2 separate regions of the Arachis hypogaea genome follow, and region 1 is linked to region 2. A link is a contact called in public Hi-C data. All regions are on one chromosome and are shown on one strand. The core of a region is the stretch at or near the end of the contact, and the rest is flanking DNA. Distances in the headings are between cores, read along the strand shown. Region 1 holds the start of LOC112784965 (inositol-tetrakisphosphate 1-kinase 2). Region 2 holds the start of LOC112785246 (pre-mRNA-splicing factor ATP-dependent RNA helicase DEAH1).

What was found. A called contact is a pair of places that touch in the nucleus more often than the background predicts.
Region 1: a contact with region 2 is called in a Hi-C map of an unstated tissue, with 5 times the contacts expected there. The contact joins the promoter of LOC112784965 here to the promoter of LOC112785246 in region 2. A contact is called at or near these places in 2 of 8 Hi-C or Micro-C datasets (leaf and an unstated tissue).

Annotation. Positions count from the first base shown.
Region 1 is chr20:130,420,610-130,426,821 of arahy.Tifrunner.gnm2.J5K5, forward strand. It overlaps LOC112784965 (inositol-tetrakisphosphate 1-kinase 2), which reads right to left and starts at 4,723. Exons shown (of 2, transcript XM_025828353.3): 1 at 3,854-4,723; 2 at 3,073-3,597. The coding sequence starts at 4,637. The coding sequence ends at 3,326.
Region 2 is chr20:130,292,175-130,299,226 of arahy.Tifrunner.gnm2.J5K5, forward strand. It overlaps LOC112785246 (pre-mRNA-splicing factor ATP-dependent RNA helicase DEAH1), which reads right to left and starts at 1,700. Exons shown (of 28, transcript XM_072230578.1): 1 at 1,530-1,700; 2 at 1-14.

The DNA.
Region 1 (6,212 bases), core at 3,473-5,972, 130 kb after region 2:
AAGAAGAAAACAACCAAAAAAAAAAAAAAAAAAGAAGAAAAAAGAAGCATCTGTTGTCTACCCGCCACGTAAACAGAGAACAACCGCCTTAAAGGGAACCTATTTATTCCCTTCACCTCTCTTTCTGTCTTTTTGAATTTCTATTTCCAAACTGATTAACTGACGACAAACACAAAAAAGTCAAAAAAAAGATGCTGAGGCTCGCAGCAAAGAGACTTACCGGTGGAACGGCGTCGTTAGAGGCGGCGTCTCCGGCTGCTGCTACTTCAGTGGCACGGCGGTTTTACCACGAGAGGGTGGTGGACCATTATAACAACCCACGCAACGTCGGTTCCTTCGACAAGGACGACACCGGCATCGGCACCGGCCTTGTAGGTGCACCAGCTTGTGGTGATGTCATGAAGCTTCAGATCAAGGTTGATGAGGAAACCGGCAAGATCGTTGATGCTCGCTTCAAAACCTTCGGTTGTGGATCCGCCATCGCTTCTTCCTCTCTAGGTTAGTTTTCTTTTTCGTTCATATTCATGATCGATTGAACTTTTGTTGAACTAGTTTGTTGCGAATATGCGAGCTTAGATATAATTATTTTGGTTTTAAAATTTAAACTTGTGATTATTTTTGTTATTTAGAAGAGTACGAAAGGAATATTGGAGTTACAAAGGCAAAAAAGAGAGAGGAAGGGAAACCCTAGGGTTCGTGAATTTTGATATGTGGAGTGATGGTTGTGATCTTTTATGATGTAGATGAATATTACGTAGCTTCTGGAGTGAAAAATAATTGAATAAATAATAATAAAAAAGGGAAAAGATTGGGAGATTACTGGCGATGGTTCTGTTCTGCTCTGTTCTTAGTTTCTGTTTCTCTCTCTCTTTTTTTTGCAGCTACTGAATGGGTTAAGGGAAAGCAAATGGAAGAAGTCTTATCCATTAAAAACAGGTAAATATCTTATCTTAATTGCACTTGCCTTGGCTTGTGTATTTGGTGAAGTTTGTGCCAGTTAATTTAATCCTAATACGAGAAATGAATACCTACGTAATTGTGGCATGTTTATGAAATTATCATTCACAAATAGTAGTAGTAGTATTATATATATATATATATATATATATATATATATATATATATATATATATATATATATGAGAGTAAAATGAAGTATTATGTTCATCATCGAGACTTTTTTTAGTCTCTTCATTTTTGTTGAAGGGGTATGTTATTCCAAAGTATGAAGAAAGTTATTGGTCATGGCAAATTTATGTGGTTTTGGTCCCGTATGATAAACATTTTTTTCTGAAAATTGGTATAATAGCAAGATAAATTCCATAGAAAATGAGTTTTTGCTTGTTTAATGCTGAAGACAACATTGGTCAAATGCATCATAATATTTTTTGGTGGTTTGATGGTTGAATTGCTAGCTTCAGAAGAGGATCCTTGGTGAGTCTAATGGCTGCGTAAGAATATGTGCATCTTTTGCTGATTAGTGTTTTGAACCTTTTGGTCTGATGGATAATTTACCATCTTCAGGAGATTAGTTCTGATTTTTAACATGGTCATGCTTTCATGATTGTTAGTTTGGGATTGTGGTTTGGAGTCTTTTGACCCGACTTATGGTTATTGTCTACAGTGAAATTGCAAAGCATCTTTCACTTCCACCAGTCAAGCTTCACTGCAGCATGCTTGCGGAGGATGCCATAAAAGCAGCTGTTAAAGATTATGAATCAAGGCGTGCTTCCGCAAATGGTAGCGGAAAGGCCTCAACTTGAGATAAATCTGCTAGTTTCTCTGTTTCTTCATTGTCTAGACTCTAGAATTATGAATGATGATGGAATCCATCATTAGTGTGATTTCTTGATGGTATCAAATCAATGAGTTACTTGTACAAGAAGATAGGAGATAATCTTGGTTAGAGCTAGCCACAGCTAGATTGTATTATATTTATAAGAAATAACGCCAAGGTAAATACCTCTGTTGATGGGTATGTATGTTATCTGCATGGTTTGTACGCAATAGAATAAAGTGGATACTCTAATAAAGACTATAATTATCTTAATGTGAATATTTTTTTGACCTTCAGATGATGGATTGTAGGATTAAATTTTAATGTTATAAAAGTGTTATGTTTATTTAAAGTGTTGTTAAATAAATAAGTAATATTTTTAAACAAAATTGTTTTATGAAAATTGTTTTTGGCATCTTCGTTTAAGTAGGTATTATAAAATAAAGTAGAGCTACACAGTAATTACAGCATAGCACCACATTTTGACACTTTCCGGTTATACTGTTTTCCTCTCTTAAAGAAAAAAAGAAGGGAAAAAAAATGCTGAGCGGTGTGTGTATGAAAAATGCAGTATGCTTACAAGAAAATAGAGCAAGATTACTATCAAATGAGACTGAACAAGACAACTAGTTTTGGTTAAAATAATTTCTAATATCTTATTAAATGGGATTATAATTCAACCAAAAAAAAATGTCGCGTTGGCAATTGCCCTGTTCAATCATCTCTTTAGTTCAATAACTTATTCGTTATATACAAATATAACTAGACAAGAAAGGCATGTGATGCTAATGAGTTATAATTCAAATGGTTTAGGTCTAGTTTGAAAAAATAATTAAATTACTTTTAAAAAATAACTTAAACAATAAATGATTATATTAAAAGTAACTTATAAATAAGTTATTTTGTATTTGAGTTTTTAATTTTAAAAGTACATATTTTATAGAAATGTGATAAAAAGTAGTGGCATTATGAGAGAAGTCATTTTTTTTAACTTCTCTATAAGCTTCTAAATAGTTTTTTAGAAAGCTGCAATTTGGTTTTAAAAATTGTACTAGACATTAATACTACTACTTTTCATAAGTCAAAAGCTCAAAAAAATTACTTTAGAAACTTCCCAAACGGTCCTTAATCTCCCTATACTCACTTAAGAGATTGCGAGTTCGAATCTTTCTTACTAAAAAAATAATTATATGCTTCCGGAAAAAGGTGCATCCCAAAGTGGGGAATTCATTTCAACGGTTGCTATTTTGCGAGCATAAATCTCTGCACTTACGATGATGTTTTTGTCTCTCATATGTCTAGAACATAGTCACCTAAACAAGGGTCAATTAACAATTATTCTTGAAAAAGACATCAATTATGACAAAGACAAACCAAAAAAATCTGAAACGCCAAAAGAAAGTTCCAAAACTAAGCAACGCTAGAAACACAAGACAACACAAAAGAAGCTACAGCGTTTAACCATCAAGGTATGGTCCACACGGTCTGTAAAAGCAAAAGTAGAAGACCACAACAACATTCATTCCTTCATTCACTTCCTAATTCTTCTCACACACACACAACCGCAGCCTTATTACGCACACAATCCAACAAGAAATCAGTGATAAAGGACTCATAACATGGCAGCTTTGCATAACCAGGAAAATAGTTGATATCAATTACAAGGTACCTCGTGCAATCCTTGGCATCTCTAATCACATCAATATTGAACAGGTTAAGCCCTGTTCTTTCCCTCAAAGCTCTTGCCAACTCCTTTATCAAACTCTCTTCTGGCATTTCAGCTCTCTCAATATTGCTCAAATGATTAGCACCATCCCCTACTTTAATACAAAAGAATACACATATCAGCATTGTATTGTTAGAAATATAATCATTCTTATCTTTTTATCTAATCGTTCGATTTCTTCGGATAAGTCGTTTTATAACCAAAAATCTTGTCAAATCTATAGTTGTGTTTATGAAAAATAAAAAATTGATATTTGTTAAATAACGTAACATATTTGATTAAATTATTATTTAACGATTTTCAACCGTAAACTTTAAGTCACTGCAAGAAACAAATACGTCAATTATTACCATTGTTATCTTGAATGGTGAAGTTTGATATCTGAGAGAATTTGAGGGTACCCGCCTTGGCCTTATCTTCTGGTATGTTAGGCAAGGACGTTCTCTTAACGCACCTTACATGTTCCCCAGCAACATAAACCTTGAACACAACGCCGCCATGGTTCACGAACTCTTGAAGCACCACCGGGGTGGCGGCGCCGCCGGCGGCGTTCTTGTTCAACGTTTCTCGGAGCCCTTGGGCGTCGAAAACCAAGCAAAGCTCGTGAGATTTCATGGTTCCATCAGCATACAATGGCTTTGCAATAACTGGGAACCTCAAATTCGAACCCATTACCATTTCCTCCACTGAGTTCTTAGTTTTCTTCTCATCATCAACGACCACTTGGTACGGAACACCAACGGTGGCGTTTTGGAGCGAAAGTGGCAACTGGGACGCGGAATCAAGCATTGAAACGCGGTTTTGGAGTTTTTGAACGAGGTGTGGGGGATCAATGATGATGGTGGTGGTGGTGGTGTTGGCGCCATGTTTAGACAGGTATTCGTGAAAGTTAAGGTTGTTCCAATGTTTGGGTTGGAGCTTTTGAATGATGCAATGGAAACGAAGATGAGGGTGTTGTTGGATCAAGGGCTTGTTGATGTCGATTGGAATGAGATGGATGCCTTGTTTTTTTGCGTGGTCAATTAGAGAGGGTCGTATCAAGTTCTGGATTTTCTTTGGTTCCAAAGCATAGCCTATGACATAGCTCTCATCATGAGTTTGAGTTTCATTTTGGGGTGCTTGTTCTTGTGGCATGTTTGGAAAAATGAAGATTGGAAATTTGGAATGAATGGAGAGTTAAAAGTGGAGGAAGAAATTAAGATTGGAATGTGGGATATAACAAGTGTTAAATAGCGGCACACACTTGTATATGAAGCTCATAGATGGCTTGAGTTGGATGCAGAAAAAATATTCTATTTATTTTTTAAATTTAATTTTGATGTAATGTCTATTAAATTTTATTTTATTTTTATTTATTATTTTATTTTTTTTAGAAACAAAATTTATTATTATTATTATTTTCTTAAATTAATTATGCTTATCTAGAATTCTGTTGTTTTAGCTTATTTTAAAATTTAAAATTAATTTAGTGATTAGTATAAATAAACAGTATTATTCTTTCAAATAATAACAATATAAATAAAAAATTCATCTTATTTTTTTATTCTTTTATAATTTTATTAATGTCAATATAAAATAATTTTATACATACATTTAATTACATAATATTATATCAATAAAAATAATTATTTTTTATATTAAACGTATAAATGATTATTAATAGATCAGTGTATCAAAATTAAACTTTTATTTTTTTTGTTACTAGATATTATTAATCAATTTTTGAAAAAAAATAAGCTAAATTCATTTAAAGTTATTTTATTATATATAATAAATATATCATTATAAATAATATATACAAAAAATTATATATTATTTTAAATAAAATTATTTTAATTATTATCTCCTTAATATTATTTTGAGTTCTTGAAATTTATGAGATCACATTACGATATCTTAATTAATGTGTAGTGATAAGTGAATAAAGTTGTGTGATTCAGTGAGGTGGTTTTGTTGAACACACTATGAGATTCGAAAGTGAAGGGTCGGCGGTGCTAGATCCAAGGAACTTAACCTTGGAATAAAAGTGTAATAAATTTTTAGTGGAGAGTCAACGATGGCGGTGATAATGTCTACGTTGTTCTTTCAATCCGGTAACGTATATAATTTTTTTATAACCGGTTATTTTAATATCAATATTTTTTATTTTATTAATTAAAAAATTAAATGTATAATTAGTTGATAATAATGTTTTTATATAAATATAAAAAAAATTAATATATAAATAATATTATTGTTGTTTTTTATTATTTTCTTTTTCCAATATTCATTCTTATTTGCGTTTAGAAATTAATATAAACGATGTTATTATAGCTAGATGTTTTGAACGCGTAGTTGTTAAGGATATAAAGGGAAAAAATTAGTAGTGATGTATTTATTATTATTATTATTATTATTGGATAACAGATATTAATAAAAATTTCTATCTTTTGGTGACTTAAAAAAGATAAAGCAAAGGAAAAACGAGATTGCTACACATACAAGCAATAAGGCTTTACAAGTCTTACAAGCCCCAAGCCCACAAACATTCCAGACGCGCACTAATTAGATTGAATAGAGCGTAACATTCACGTGCTCCCACTCAAACGGTTACGCTTCGCTTTGAGTAAACCACCCCTTAATGGCAGACTCTTCCACTTCTCAAAGCAATTCAAAGAAAATGCAACCCTTCCATTTTCGAGCAAAATTCGAAAATCAAGATATACAACT
Region 2 (7,052 bases), core at 450-2,949:
ACTCCCCATTTTCACTGCACGAAATATATAAAATCATCATCCTAATGTATATGGATTGCAGGCCCAACAAGCATACTAGTGCTTACGGCATACCAATAAAGGGCTTATCCACCCAAATAAAATTCAATCAATAATTACAAATAGAAATAAAAAATTTGACAATATACATTCTCATCGCAATGGAACTAATGTCAACAATGTAAAAGAAAATGTGAGTATTAATGTTTTTCATAGAAAGCAATCCAACAAAATATTCTAATAAAATCTTAATATTCTTTAGTTAGAAAATAAAAAGTCAGAAAAGAGAACGACAATAAGACACAGAACAATATTATGAATGTAGGATAAATTAAAAACACTTTGTACTTTCTCTTCCTCATCTTCATGAACTTCTAAAACAATAACAAGCACAAAGCTAATGCCCCTACCCCCCCCCCCCCAAAAAAAGAAAAAAAATCAATGCTATTGTTGGTAATAGTTGCCACTTGACAATCCCAACGTAGCAGCTGCAGAGAAGCCAATCCAAAGCCGCTCCAAAAGAACAGCGGATAGCAGGATGGCTGCTATTTGAATATGACCCCCTATTAAATGCAATTCTTATGTATCATCATAGTTATCAATTTAAAACAGTGGAGAGAGGAGCAGCTGACAATGGGAGGGCGAGGAATGGCAAGGAAACAAGGACAAATCCAAAAGACGCGAGCTTGGAAGTGGTTCAAGAAGACAAGGTGTGGCTACAAGGGATGGTGAAACCTCTCTATGCCTTCATATACAGTGATTTTATCGAACCCACGAATGGGGGGGGAGAAGGAGGAAGCACAAGGTACTACCTTGTGATTTTACTGTTTTTCCGTTTCGCAATATCTGATATGTGAAAGTATGCACATGAATTAAATGGACAAAACTGAAAAATAAACTTTATACACTCCTCAACTCCACTAAGATGGTTCATAAACCTTCCTATCCCACACTTTTCTATTCCATTCCACTAATAAACACTTCCTTCCATCATCTTTAAAACTCTCAAACATATCCTAACTACAATATGTTGCACCTTTATTTGGGTTTTGAAATCTGAAAGGCAAATGAGAGCATTCCTAGATGTATGAATTGTGCCCCTTTTTCCCCTTGCCTTGACGCAACTACTATCTTTGTAAGTTTTACCATGAAAGAAGTACGAATGTTCAAAAAAAAGAAACTATACATAGTTATACAGAATCGAACTCATTCATTATCAATTACCAAATGCCATAATCCGTTCCATAGTCTAAAAGCGTGGAAAGAAAAAAACGCAAATAACATCAATCCAGTGCATAACAATACAAAATCATATTCCTAATTAAACTTAAGTCTCTAAGATTAAGTAAACAGAGGAGCAGCAGCTCCAATGAGATTTAAAAATAACGAGAGATGCCAAAAGAAGAAATGAATAAAAAACACAGGAGAAAGAGATAAAAAGAGAAACGTACACAAATGCAGAGAAGGAAAAAGAACCGAAGAGAGAGGAATGGAAGAAGATGAAGACGAACCTAACGGTGGTTTGGAGCTGCGCTTGTCCGTCAGAAGTAGCCGCAGCCGGAAGCTCCGCCGCCGGTCAGACAGAGAGAAGAGGAGAGAAGCGATTGAGAGAGTTAGGAGCGGGAGGAAACAAGTACGGAAAAAGACGAAGGGGAAGCAAAGACAAAAACCCTCGATGATACAAAATACAGGGGAAGTATAAAATTACATTTATGCCCTTCTGGGTGAAACAAAAACATTACTCTTTTTTGGAAAGGGTTTAAGGTTTATAACAAAATGGCCATGGAATTTAGGAAACCAAGTCCAGGCCCAAGAACTATTTTTTTTCTTATAAAAAATTTTTTAAACAAATTGCTCCAAAGACAATAAGACTTTTAACACAAAAAAATATTTTTTTTAATCATTGATCTTTATTTCTGTAAGATTAGTTATTCTCTCTATTAATATTTTTTTTTTGTTAACGGAACAAGCTTACATAGCGTGTTAACTGCTGATTTGTTCATTAAGTACTAATTAGGATTGACAGATTTTTTTGTTGGAAACATCGTTGTTTTTCTGGAGGTAATTGTTAGGAGCCATTTAGGGTTATATATTTTTGGTTGCTTTTTCGTATACATTGACTAAATTTATATTGTAAAACTAAAAAATATTGGTAATTTTTATTTTTTTAAATATAAAAGTTGAACAAAAAGAATATTTTTAATCTTTTTACTATTACTTAGAAAAATTGTTAAGATATTATATTATGGTGAAAACTCAGGTGAAGTCGACTTCACGTGGAGTTGATATCTAAGAACCGTTAGATAAAAATTTAGTCAAATCAGTCAAATCATCTAAAGGCTCTCAGATATTAACTTCACGTGAAGTCGACTGCACTTGAGTTTTCACCTTATATTATTAAGATTATGTTAAGTCTTAAGTACACTGAATTTAAATTAAACCATCATAATCCACAAAAATTTATTATTATTAAAAGAAGTACATATTTAATTTTATAATAGATAATAAATGAAAAAGTTGACACAATATTTTATCTAAAATAGATACAATAAATAAAACTACTTATGTCAATTAACCAAGTAAATATAACATCAAAAATTTAAAGTTCAACATTTTGGAATAATTAGAAACAAATAGATAAGACTAATAACAACAATGAGCAATGTCATTCTTATTAATATATATATTCTTTATTCAATTTTTTTAAGTAAAAAAAATTAAAAATCACTAATATTTCTCAGTTCTTATATAATAAATTTCGCCAATGTATATGAAAAAAGATAACAAAAGTAGAGAAAGAAAATCTAAATGGCCCCTAATAATTACTCCAAAAGACAAAGAGGTTCCCAACAAAAAAATCAGTCAATCTTAGCTGACACTTAATGGACAAATTAGCTATTACGTAGGCATGTTTTGTTAACTCAAGAAAGAGATCATTGACGGAGAAAATAACCTGTCTCATAAAATTAAAGATCAAAGGTTGAAAAAGGTTTTTTTTTTTTTTTTTGTATTAGGGGACTCGTGGTCCTTCGAAAAAATTATTAGGGATCAGAATGGGTATTCACTTTTTTTTTATGAAAAAGTATAAGGGACAACACATCCACCAGCCAACTCTGCCAACTTTAAGGTAGGGCCCAATAGCAAAGCCCATTACCACACAAAAAACCATCTCACACACTTTCACCCAGACTAACCCTAACGCGATTCAATCCCACACCACTCTCCTCCCACTCCCAATTATGCTGTTGCCGAAGTTCACCCAGTCGCACCGCCATCTTCCAACCAGTTCCGGCGATAATACCGCTGCACCAAGAAGCTGTGCGCTAGCTCGACAACGCCAGGAACGTAGCCCACAGGAAGGCACCCTTCGCGCACCGTCGCTGCCTCCGCAGGACCTATCTTGCGCGCCGTCGCTGCCCCCACACATCTTGTCCCACCGTGTTGTTGATGCCCCTGCGCGACCTAACCCTACGATGTAAACCGAGTGCCAAACGTGCTCTCCATGAAGCCACTGGATGCGTCCTCCGTCACCGAAGACCACCGCAACACGTGCACCAAGGATCGTCGGTAGTCCCCTTGCCGCCGACTACAACGAAATCACCCACAAGGTAAGGCCCCTTGTCGTTGGTTCCTAAGGGTTTTTTTTTGTTTAAACTCTCTATTGGAGGAAATAAGAAAATTTGTTTAATTTAGAGATTTTTTGAAATTTTGTTTCATCGTTAAATATATGTTTCTTAACTCCTTAGACGGATGTTTCTTTGTGTTGTAGTTTGATGTTGCGTAATACATGTTTGTGGATATTCCTTCTTGATTGATGAGGTTTCTTTGCTCTTAGATGAATGTTTCTTTTTTTTTTTTGTACATGGATGTTAATGAGTATAGGATTGTGGATGTTTTTTTGTTCTTAGCTGGATGTTTCTTTCTATTGTACATGGATATTTTTAGTATAGGATTCAGATGCTTCTTTACTCTTAACTGGATATTTCTTAATTCAGGATTACGGATGTTTTTTTGCTCTTAATTGGATGTTTCTTTTTATTTTACATAGATATTTCTTAGTATATTATTCGGATGTTTCTTTTTATTTGATGGATATTCCTTTGCTATTAGATGGATGATTCTTTGTATTGTAGATTATATTTACAAAAATTTAACATGAATTCAAAATTTGTTATTAGTAAATTCTTTAGCAACCACTTATACGATTTTTTATTTGGGTAGTGTTACGTAGGTAACCTAACATAGGTGCATGGGGCCTGAAGGATTGGCCCAAGCGTTAATGGAAGGTGATCTCCGACTTGTTCACGTTCGGGAGCCGCCGTCCGAGTTATGTGTTTGCAGAATGGGGGGTGGTACCTTCAAAGACACTCCGATGCTTAAGTTAGCAAGGGGTTCAGCAGGTTTGGGAAGTATTAGAACTTAGAGATATCTGATGGGTGTCAGGGTATATATAATGGTGATCCAATAACCACCGTTGGAGTAGTTCCACTTCTGAAGGTGGATAACCGTCCCTTTATCTTAGGGTTATTGAGATATTGCACCTAGAAGTGGGTTGAGAGATTTTGGGGGCAGTTACTTATTTGAATAACTGTTATCTGCCAACTCACCTCGAGCCCGACCTCTTTAGGAGGAGTCTATATCGAGCATGACCTCTTTAGAAGAGGTCGGGTGGGTGGTGAAGGCCAATCTTTGGATTGGGCCTTTTTGGCTTATTTGGACCTGTACCATAGTGTTATGCCAGAGTACGAACAGTGTCCCTACTAAAATCCGATCTCTTTGCTTATGAGTTGGATTCAAGTATTAATCGAACTCGGGCTTGTTCAAGTTGGGAACCAACGTGTTTTTTAGCTAGAACCGACATGATTCTAGGTTTCTCAACCGTCGTGTCTAATCAAGCGTCACGCCTGTTTGGGGTTTCGTATTTACCCGTGGGAGCAATTACATTGGTAACGGCGTGTTTCTTTAATGATCGCGTCATTTTACCTTTGTGCCCCTGGCATGTTATAAATATTTTTCCCTCTCTTTTCTATGTTTTCTTTCGTCTCTGAAGCTTCTTGCCCTCACTCTTGTTCTTTCTCATTCAAAAATCCTTTAGCCTTCCTTCTCGGGGTGCTTTGTTGTTGCCGTGACTTCTCCTCCTTGAGTCTACAGATAAAGGTTAGCCCTTTCTTTATCTTCTTCTATCATTTATATTGTGCTTTGCTTTGCATGTTGGAGGAGGTTTTCATGCTTTTACGATTTCCCGTTTGTAGTGTGAGGTGTTAGTACCTACGCAAGTCTGTTTGTCAGTCTGGCGATTCTTTTCTTTATTTTACTTTTTTTTAGAGAAAGACTGCTTTGTCTTTGGGAGCCCTGTTTTTGATGATCTTTTATTTTTCTTTGTAGGTCTTATCCTATTTCTTTTTGTTGGAAAAATGTCTTCCCATGTTCCTAAGTCCCTTTCGAGATGGGTAGATGATACTATACTTGAGGAGGAACCTTTAGTAGACACTGACAACTTTTCCGAACTTCGCACTCACTATAGGATCTGTAGTTTAGAGGCTGATGAGCCTAAATACGAGTTGTTGGTCCCGGGTCCTGGAGACCGGGTTTGTTGCGGGAGGGTTGCTGATTCTGACCCTCACTTTTTCTTTATGTATGATTATCTTTTTACCTGTCTGGGGGTTTTCTTCCCCTTTTCTGCTTTTGAAATAGAGGTACTATCGCACTGCCGAGTTGTTCCCACTCAGCTCCATCCCAACTCTTGGGGTTTTATGAAAATTTACCAACTTGTCAGCCGAGAGCTTGACTTTCCGACTTCTTTAAATATATTTTTTCTATCTTTTTCATCTGACCAAACCCTTTAGTGCTCAGAATAATAAATAGCAGTGGGTATCTTTTCGAGTTAATCAGGGTCGGAAAGTCTTTTCTATTTTTGACGAATCCTTCCACGACGTCAAAAACCTTTTCTTCAAAATCCAAGCTATAAAGGGTCACCATCATTTTTTTCTTGATGAGAACAATTGCCCCCGATTTTTCTTATATTGGTCGGAGGTCTCTCCTGTTGAAAAGTATGGCCTGGATTATTTGGATGAAGTGGAGGAGGCCATTGTGGGATTTTTCCGAGAAGCTTGAAGGAGAGCCCCTAATCTGGATACTAAGAAGTTTCTTCTGGGCTCTCCGAGTTTCGTGCAGACCCAACTAGGTAGCTTTTGTTTTTTTGTTTTTTTTTTGTTTTGTAGTTGTTTCTGAAAGTTCCGAGTTGTGATGTTTTCGATTTGTAAACTGATCGCTTATTTATTTCTTCCTTTCAGAAATGGTAAAGAGTGGATCCAGTGCTGCTTATCAGAAGGTCCAGGAGGCCAAGAGGAAGGCTTGGGCCCAAGCTGATGCTGCGAAGGCTGCTGGCGCTCCTTCTCCTCCTCCTCCTCATGATTTCTCTCGCCCATTTATGGTAACCTCTACTTCTACTCCTCTCCCTCCTCCTGTATAAATTCCTCGGGGAAAACGTGGTGTGGGAAAATGTGATCTCAGGACTTCTTACACAAATCCGCATAACTAACCAGCAAGTGCACTGGGTCATCCAAGTAATAAACCTTACGTGAATAAGGGTCGATCCCACGGAGATTGTCGGCTTGAAGCAAGTTATGGTCATCCTTGTAAATCTCAGTCAGGCAGATTCAAATGGTTATGAGGTTTTGATAATTAAAATATAAATAAAATATAAAATAAGATAAAGATACTTATTTAATTCATTGGTGGGAATTTCAAACAAGCATCTGGAGATGCTTTGTTGCTTCTGAACTTCTACTTTCCTACTGCCTTCTTCCAACTATGCGTTACCTCCTTCCATGGCAAGCTGTATGATCCTCTTGGATGAAAACAAATCCATATGCGCTGTCACCGCACGGCTAATCATCTATCGGTTCTCGCTAGCGTCGAAATAGGACCATTGTCCTTTTGCACACTGTCACTGCGCCCAACATTCGCAAGTTTGAATCTCGTCACAGTCATCCCTTCCCAGATCCTACTCGGAATACCACAGACAAGGTTTA